Regions from separate parts of the Mus musculus genome. Here region 1 is linked to region 2. The links are chromatin contacts, called in public HiChIP or PLAC-seq maps. All regions are on one chromosome and are shown on one strand. Each heading gives the region's core, a stretch centred on a gene start, on an enhancer-like site or on the middle of the called end of the contact. The rest is flanking DNA. Distances are from core to core; before and after follow the strand shown. Region 1 holds the start of 4933406J09Rik (RIKEN cDNA 4933406J09 gene). Region 2 overlaps 4933406J09Rik (RIKEN cDNA 4933406J09 gene).

Region 1 (3,860 bases), core at 624-3,123, 53 kb before region 2:
TCAAACTCACAGAGATCCAGCTGCCCCTGCCTCTCAAGTGCTGGGATCAAAGGTGTGTGCCACCACAACCAGTTCCTTTTAGTTTTTTGTGATGAGGTCTTGCTATGTAGCTCCACTGGCTTTGAACTTGTGATCTTCCTGCTTCCGTTTCCTGATGCGCATCCCCAAATCTGGCTCAGACACAGGGTTTTTCACTACTCAATTCTCCTGGAATCTGTGTAGTGCATGTTTCTCGAAACTAATTTTTCTTTGGTTAGTTATATCTTTTAGTATGGAAGAACCCAGAAAGAGAATGTGGGAGGGATGCCTCCCCACCCCCATACTTGTCAGTAAATCCAAAATTGTGTTTGAGGCTGAGCAGTGATGGTGTTGCTGGTGCAGTAAGAGGCAAGGCCAGAGCCAGAAGCATTGAACTTCCATCAGGGTCGTCCAGGCACAGAGGCGGGATAGAATTGTGGTGGATTTAGCTATCCCCAACTTCCTTTGAGGACTCCACAATTAAGAACATCTCAGACTTGACGCTAATATCACCTCTTCCTCTACCGGAAGCCATGAGGGCAAATGTTGGTCTACACCTGACTGACAATGAGTCTGTGTCTACTCTAGGAGAGGCAATGAGAAACTTGGAGAAAGCGAACATCCATCTTGTCGAATTTATGGTCATCAAGAGAGACTTCTCGACCTAGTCGGTCATCAACTTTAAAAATAAACAGAAGCATGTTTTCATAGTCTCGGGCTGCAGAGAGGTGTCATTACAATAGCTGGGATTTTTTGGAGTCACTTCTTCTTCTTCTTCTTCTTCTTCTTCTTCTTCTTCTTCTTCTTCTTCTTCTTCTTCTTCTTCTTCTTCTCCTCCTCCTCCTCCTCCTCCTCCTCCTCCTCCTCCTCCTCCTCCTCCTTCTTCTTCTTCTTCTTCTTCTTCTTCTTCTCCTTCTTCTTAAAACTCAGCTGTGTAGAGAGTGTTTATAGTTATGCCCAACTTACAGATAAGAAAACCGAGGCACCGAATTGCTTAAGGTGACATATGCGGCTAAGCTGAGGTTGAAGAGAGCCCAGGCTGTCTGTCTATAGAGCCCAGACCCTGACTATCTTTCCTGTCACTATTTAGATGTCTTTGATTAACTCTTTGTCTTCTTATCTAGAACCAGGATCATTGCCACTTGACTCTGGAGCAGAAAAATACTACACTGTCTGAAACAGGTAAAAGCCTGGTGATATCTCCTCAGTGGGTGGTTGGGAGTTTGGAAACCGTCTGGTTCCTAGAGGCCTGACCCTTGCGTGCTCTAGATTCGTCCACATTGCAAGTCTATGGAGATGCAAGTTAATGTGTAGAAAATGAGGGTAATGTAAACACAATACCTCCCATGAAAACGAGAACCGGTTCCTGCAGAATGCGTTCCTTTGTTGTCCTGCAGAGAGCAGCTTTTCCAGTTTGTCCTGTTTGTACATCATCTCAGCAGTCCTTATCTGACTATAAATGCTTAGTGTTAGAAGGTCTCCTTCAAACCGGAGAGAATATTGTATTGGTTTCGGTTCGGTGTTACAGAAGGCATTTGAAATAAGCTCTTTTTAATGTGTCAGTCAAGCCAAATACATTTATTTTTACACTTTCACACGAGTGTACAACATATTGTGGTCATAGTCTTACCCTATTACCGTTCTCCCTCACGCTTGTATTGACTTTCTTCTTCCCATGCCTTTTTTAGCCCCACGAGGGCTGCTTGTGTGATCATGGCTATGGGGTGGGTCATTTAATTAAAGCAGGGGCAACTTACCAGTGGCTACACCACTGAAGAAATGGCACCCTCACCCCAGCAACTGTTAACTGCCACTAGCTCCTTGGCAGGGTGGGGTGGGGTGGGTGGACGCCTCAGGAGCCTCCCCTATCCACGGTGGAATGTTGAAGGGACCAATCTGACACCAGTTCTTTACAACATATGATTTTACTTTAAATTAATTTAACCCTTAGTTAAATCATTTAAGTTCTTTGGCTTTCAGCCCCACCGAATCTTCACCTTGGACTATAGGCTTGGTTGCCTGAGGCACATTTGGATGCATTGGAGTCATTTCTGTTACTCATTGTGCCTCTGACTGGATGAGGGATGCGAAGGAGGTGAAGTTTGGTGTCCTCCGTGGCTCATGTGCTTGAACATTCGTGCCCAGTAGGTGGCGCTGTTTTTCGAAGGTTAAGAAATCCTTAGAAGGATTCAGGTCGGGCCTTGGGCCTCTATTTCCTACAGGAGCTTTCTGTTTCCTGATCTGTGAAGATGTGAACAAGCCGCATGACAAGCTGGAGAGGCGATCCTCTGTTACAGAAAAGAGCCAGCTGAGCAAGGTGTGGGGAACAAGGCAGTTTCTCAGGTCTCCGCTTCAGTTTCTGCCTCCAGATCCCTTCCTTGGCTTTCCTCAGCGATCAGGTCATGGTAAGTCAAATTAACCCTTTCTTCTCTAGGCTGCTCTTGGTCATGCCGGCTTTATCGCAGCCATAGAAAATAAACCAAGAATGGGTTACTGTCGAGAGGTGTTGGAGGAGCGGGCTGACCTTCACAGTGTTGGGGAGTTGGCAGTTCAGAAGCCTCACACTAAACAACTGAGTTATTAGAGGATAGTTATATGGAGGATGAGTGAGTTTCGTGTGTTCTGTGAGGAGGGCTGGGGCTAGCTCAGCGGCAGAGTGCCTGCCTAGTGTATCTGAGACACTGAGTTCAACTCTTACACCACCCAGAGAACAAAATCCCAGAGTTAGGGAAGAACATTTGCAATGCATGTTCTATAACTAGGGGTCAAAGGTCTCAGGATGTGCACGGGGATGAGTTGGACAATGACAAAACAGGTATAGATGTAAAACTCCTCGGGTGGCTTCTCATTGCTACCCAGAGTGTGATGTGTGCAGGTGTGGAATAAGAACCATTGGCTTGCACTGGCTTGGGTGTCTGAGTGTGGGCAACAAGTCCAACATTCTGTGAAAAATGCCTCACCCCTGACTGTGAATAACCAGCAAATATACAGTGGGAGGTTTGAAATTCACCTTTGAGCACTGTCCTCGAATCTGTTTGACATTTTTTTTATGATTGACTTGGGTAGTGATGAATTCACAGATGATGGGAAGAGGAGTTTGGGGAGGGATATGGACCACAGAGTCAGGTGAGAGTTCTAGATGTGAGCCTTGGGTCTGTCATTTCCCAACTGGATGCTCTCCCTTTCTCCATCTTCTTCCCCCTCCCTTCTTCCCTCCCTCGCTCCCCCTTTCTCTTTCCTCTCTCTTCCTCATTGTTTTTCCACTTTATTGTAGTCTCTCATTGAACCTGGGGCTTGCTGCCTCAGTTAGCCATCCAGCAAGCCCCTGAGTTCTGCATGCTTCTGTCCCCCGCGCTGGGTTACAGATGTGGGCCACCATGCCGAGGTTTTTCTGGGCATCCAAACTGAAGTCTGTACAGACTCATGGTTGCCACTGAGCCATACTTCTAACTCTCTAAATAGCTTACGAACAGTTCCCTTAACCACACTAGCCTCTGTTTCCTAGTTTATTAAGAGAAGACAGAAAGATCTGACTTTGTGTAAAGACCAAATGACCAAGGTTTTCGTGGGAAGCACTTGTCAGGTGTCGGGGTACAAAGCTGGTGTTTCAGAAACTGCCAGCTGTTGTTGACATATGATCATTACTCTGGGAAGAATAAAGTAGGTAATATGTGGGGTCCCCAAATTATTGTAGGGACAAGCATGTGCTAAGATTTGGAATACTTAGGATTAACTAATCAGTTGTACGCAAAAAGAATAAGAGAAACCTCACTTAAGAAGAACTCATGTCAAAATGCCTTATGGATGAGTGTCTGCTTCATTTGAAAAAGTGTGAGATAGCT
Region 2 (3,884 bases), core at 115-2,614:
AAACAAAAGTTTCAAGCTTGAATTTTGGAGGGGAACATCAAGGCAAAGCAAGTGGGTCTCAAGCCACCATCCAGTATTCCCTTTTGGGGACGTTCTCTTGTCCTTGCCAAGTCTGATCTACAGAGTTGGCCTTCTTCTCACCCCCTATATAAAGAGCTTTAGACAATTAATGACCACTGAGAGGGAGAATGAGTCTGCTCTTGAGACGAGTCCCCGAGAAGTAATCCAGTCCCAGGCAGTCATCCCTAAACACTTGTACATCGGAGCTGAATGGACTCAGCAGGTTGTATTCATTAATTTACATGCAACAATAGTAATTGCAGAGTAAGAGAGTACACACATTTGAGAAGACTGAAGGGGACATAGAAAGAGTCAGGTGGAGGAGAATGGGGGGTAATGTAAACATAGTACTAATCTATAAAAAGAAATAACAAAATTATAAGTATTAGTTAAAAATAAATTACAATAGTGTACGTTTAAAAATCCTTCTTAGAGTTTTTGGATAAAATGATGGCCCAGCTTGATTTCCACAGACATGCTCTGTCTGGATAGGCTCAGGAGGGCATGACCACACTGTAACAATCTCAAAGAAATGAAAATGTAAAAATATTCATTTATCAAAGCATCGGGCTATCTGAAGTATTTATTGGCCATAATTTTCCAAGCAGAGAATGAAGTCAGCCAGCTTCCTGGAAGAAGTCGGAATTTTGAGTCTGCCAATCCAGAGGGAAGAGAATACACAGGGAATAAATGTCTCCAGTTTAAGAAGCTCTTAAGAGCCTACATTTCTAGATTAGCAATGTGGAGGCTGGAGAGATGACTCAGTGGCTACGAACGCTAGCTGCTCTTTCAGAGGATCTGAGTTTGATTCCCAGCACCCATGTCTCACACCTTCCTACAGCTCTAGCTTTGGGGGAATCCAATACCCTCTTCTGACCACAAGGATGGACACTCACATACACATAATTAAAAAAAAATGTAAATCTCTAGAAAAAATAATGTAAATCTGCAGAAACATGAAAAAGAAAGGGAAAAAATTAAGCGTCTTTCTCATCATTTCTGTCTCTCTGTCTTTGGTCTCTAAAGGACACAGATGACAATCATGTGTTCTCTGTCTCTTTGTGCCTTTCCTCAAGCTATCCAGAACATTTTATCTGATGTTTTTTAAGTTAAGGTGACACTAAGTGGTTTGAGTGAGAATGTCCCATACTGGCTCAGGTACTTGAGGAGCCATGGCCTTGCTTCAGTTCAGTGTGATCTTAAGCTTTGTGTTTGCAGCAGCTGAAGAAGTGACCTCTCTGCTCTCTGATCCTGCTGTCATACTCCCCTCCCATGATAGACTCTTTCCAAAACAGAGGTTAGCGACTGATGCCTGCTCTGTTTAGGAATGCTCTTCTGCCAGATTCCTCTCGACAGAGGAATGGATACAGAAAATGTGGTACATGTACACAATGGAGTACTACTCAGCTATTAAAAACAGTGAATTTATGAAATTCTTAGGCAAATGGATGAAACTAGAATGTTGTGGATAGTTTTGGGGCTAATTATGTTTGATGTTTATTCCTCCTGTGAGGGGTCACAAACAAGGAATGAGTCAGCGCTCAGGTGATTTCCTGTAAACCTGCTTCCCACCTTAATTTGTAAAATAAAGGAGAGCTGATGACTGGGCAGATGAAGGGAAGGAGGGGCAGAAGGGGGAGAAGGAGAAGAAGGAGAAAATGGGAGATAGAGAGGACGCAGAGGAGAGGAAGAAGAAGAAAAGCAGAGCAGAAGCACGTGGCCTGGAGATACGGCAAGTTCTAAGGGGTCTCATAGACGTGGAAGATGGTATGTAGTGGTAGATCTGCTGGACCTAGGTGCACAGCATGTATTCATATTAACTGAGTCGTTTTCATTGCTGGGGCTTATTTGGGTTGGAGATTTACCGAAACACAAGAAAATAGCATCCAGAGTGAGGTAACCCAATCACAAAAGAACACACATGATATGCACTCACTGATTAGGGGATATTAGCCCAGACTACCCAAGATACAGTTCACAAACCACATGAAACTTGAGAAGAAGGAAGACCAAAGTGTGGACACTTCAATCCTTCTTGTAAGGGGGAACAAAATACACATGGAAGGAGTTACAGAGACAAAAGTGTGGAGCAGAGACTGAAGGAATGACCATCCAGAGACAGCCCTACCTGGAGATCCATCTTATATACAATCACCAAACCCAGACACTTATTGTGGATGCTAACAAGTGCTTGCTGACAGGAGCCTGATATAGCTGTCTCCTGAGAGGCTCTGCCAGTGCCTGACAAATACAGAAGTGGATGTTCACAGCCATCCATTAGATTGAGCACAGGCTCTCCAAAGGAGGATCTAGAGAAAGGACACAAGGAGCTGAAGGGGTTTGCAGCCCTCCTAGGAGGAACAACAATATGAACTATCCAGTACCCCCAGAGCTTCCAGGGACGAAATCACCAATCAAAGAGTACACATGATTGGACTCATGGCTCCAGCTGCATATGCAGCAGAGGATGGCCTAGTCGGTCATCAATGGGAGGAGAGGCCATTGGTTCTGTAAAGGTTCTATGCCCCAGTGTAGGGGAATGCCAGGGCCAGGAAGCAGAAGTGGGTGGGTTGGTGAGCAGCGGCGTGGGGGGTGGAATAGGGGGTTTTCAGAGGGTAAACCCGGAAAGGGGATAACATTTGAAATGCAAATAAAGAAAATATCTAATTAAAAAACAACAAAGGAATGCCTGTTCTGTTGGGCACCTGAGAGTGCAGGCTTCTCACCCTCACCAGCACAGTCAGGCTATTTACTTGCTTTGGTTGGGTTTGTCTTGTTTTGCTTTGAGTAACTCTCACTATGTAGCCCAGGATGGCTTTGAACTCACCCCCTTCCGCCACACCCTTCCAAGTGCTGAGACTATAAGCAGAGGCTACCGCACTAGCACTAACGGAAACAGGTATATATTATTCACATTTAGGAGGGTCTCACTTTGAAGCCCTGGCTGCCCTGGAACTTGCTAGGTTAGTCTCAGACATGTAGAGATCTGCCTGCCTCTGCCTCCCATGTGCTGGATTAAAGTCATATGCCACCAACCCTGGCCCAGACTTCCCATTAGAGAAAAGTCTTTTTTATTTGCCTCTATGAAGGGGTGAGAAAAATGACGTGTCTTTGAGTCGGCTTTGGGTGAGTGAGTATCTTTTCACGTCTTTGTAGGCCATTTGAAGTCTCTCTTCAGTGACCTGCCTTTCCTGTTGAGTGGGATTATCAGTCACAGTGTGTTACCGAGGTATCTCCTCACTATCAGCTGCGTTCTGTCTTTATCATTCTCTCCCATAAAAAGGTGTTTAAAATTATGCATTAAGTTTATATATTTTAAACATTTCAAAATTACTCAAGTAATACTGTTTTCAACAGAAAATTGTAAAAAAAAAAAAAATAAGCCCAAAGGAAATGTGTGTGTGTGTGTGTGTGTGTGTATGTGTGTGAGAGACATTCATGGACATACCACTCCTAGACAAGTACCTATATGTAATTTTGTAAATCTCCATCTCCTGTCTTCTATCCATCATCACTGGTGAACAGAACTCTGTGATGATGACAAGACAATCAAGGGAAAGTGGAAGGTGGATTTTCTTCATGGCGTTGTAAGACTTTTCACCTGCAGCAGATGGAGGGGCTGCAGGTAGTGCTTACTGGTCAGGAAGAGGCTTCTAGTTCATAATTAAGTTGTTCTGAAAGGCCTGCCCCTTCCCACCTCTGGAGTGAGGAAGCCTGCTCTCTCTACCCTCATTACCGAGGACTGAGCCCAATGCCTTACACACTACCGCTGAGCTACATCCCCTAGAAGTTTCTTGCAAGCAATGATGTCTCCTGAACACTCT

Evidence for each region. HiChIP or PLAC-seq counts read pairs in DNA pulled down with a chosen protein or histone mark.
Region 1: a contact with region 2 is called in an H3K27ac HiChIP or PLAC-seq map of embryonic stem cells, with 8 read pairs. The contact joins the promoter of 4933406J09Rik here to the enhancer-like site in region 2. A contact is called at or near these places in 1 of 39 promoter capture datasets (macrophages), 1 of 484 Hi-C or Micro-C datasets (epidermal suprabasal cells), 2 of 115 datasets of contacts at active chromatin or transcription factors (both in embryonic stem cells) and 1 of 9 other capture datasets (adipose tissue).

Annotation. Positions count from the first base shown.
Region 1 is chr6:134,401,428-134,405,287 of GRCm38.p6, reverse strand. 4933406J09Rik (RIKEN cDNA 4933406J09 gene) reads left to right here and starts at 1,873. Exons shown (of 9, transcript NR_153848.1): 1 at 1,873-2,423. The region is part of intron 2 of Bcl2l14 (BCL2-like 14 (apoptosis facilitator)); the gene reads right to left.
Region 2 is chr6:134,347,686-134,351,569 of GRCm38.p6, reverse strand. The region is part of intron 3 of 4933406J09Rik (RIKEN cDNA 4933406J09 gene); the gene reads left to right. Among named protein-coding and RNA genes, the nearest start is that of Bcl2l14, 47 kb to the left of the region's middle. Within about 2 kb of position 1,364, at least 5 of the 459 cell types and tissues checked have an H3K27ac peak or open chromatin away from gene starts, as enhancers often do. A contact at or near this core is called in embryonic stem cells, where this site is marked.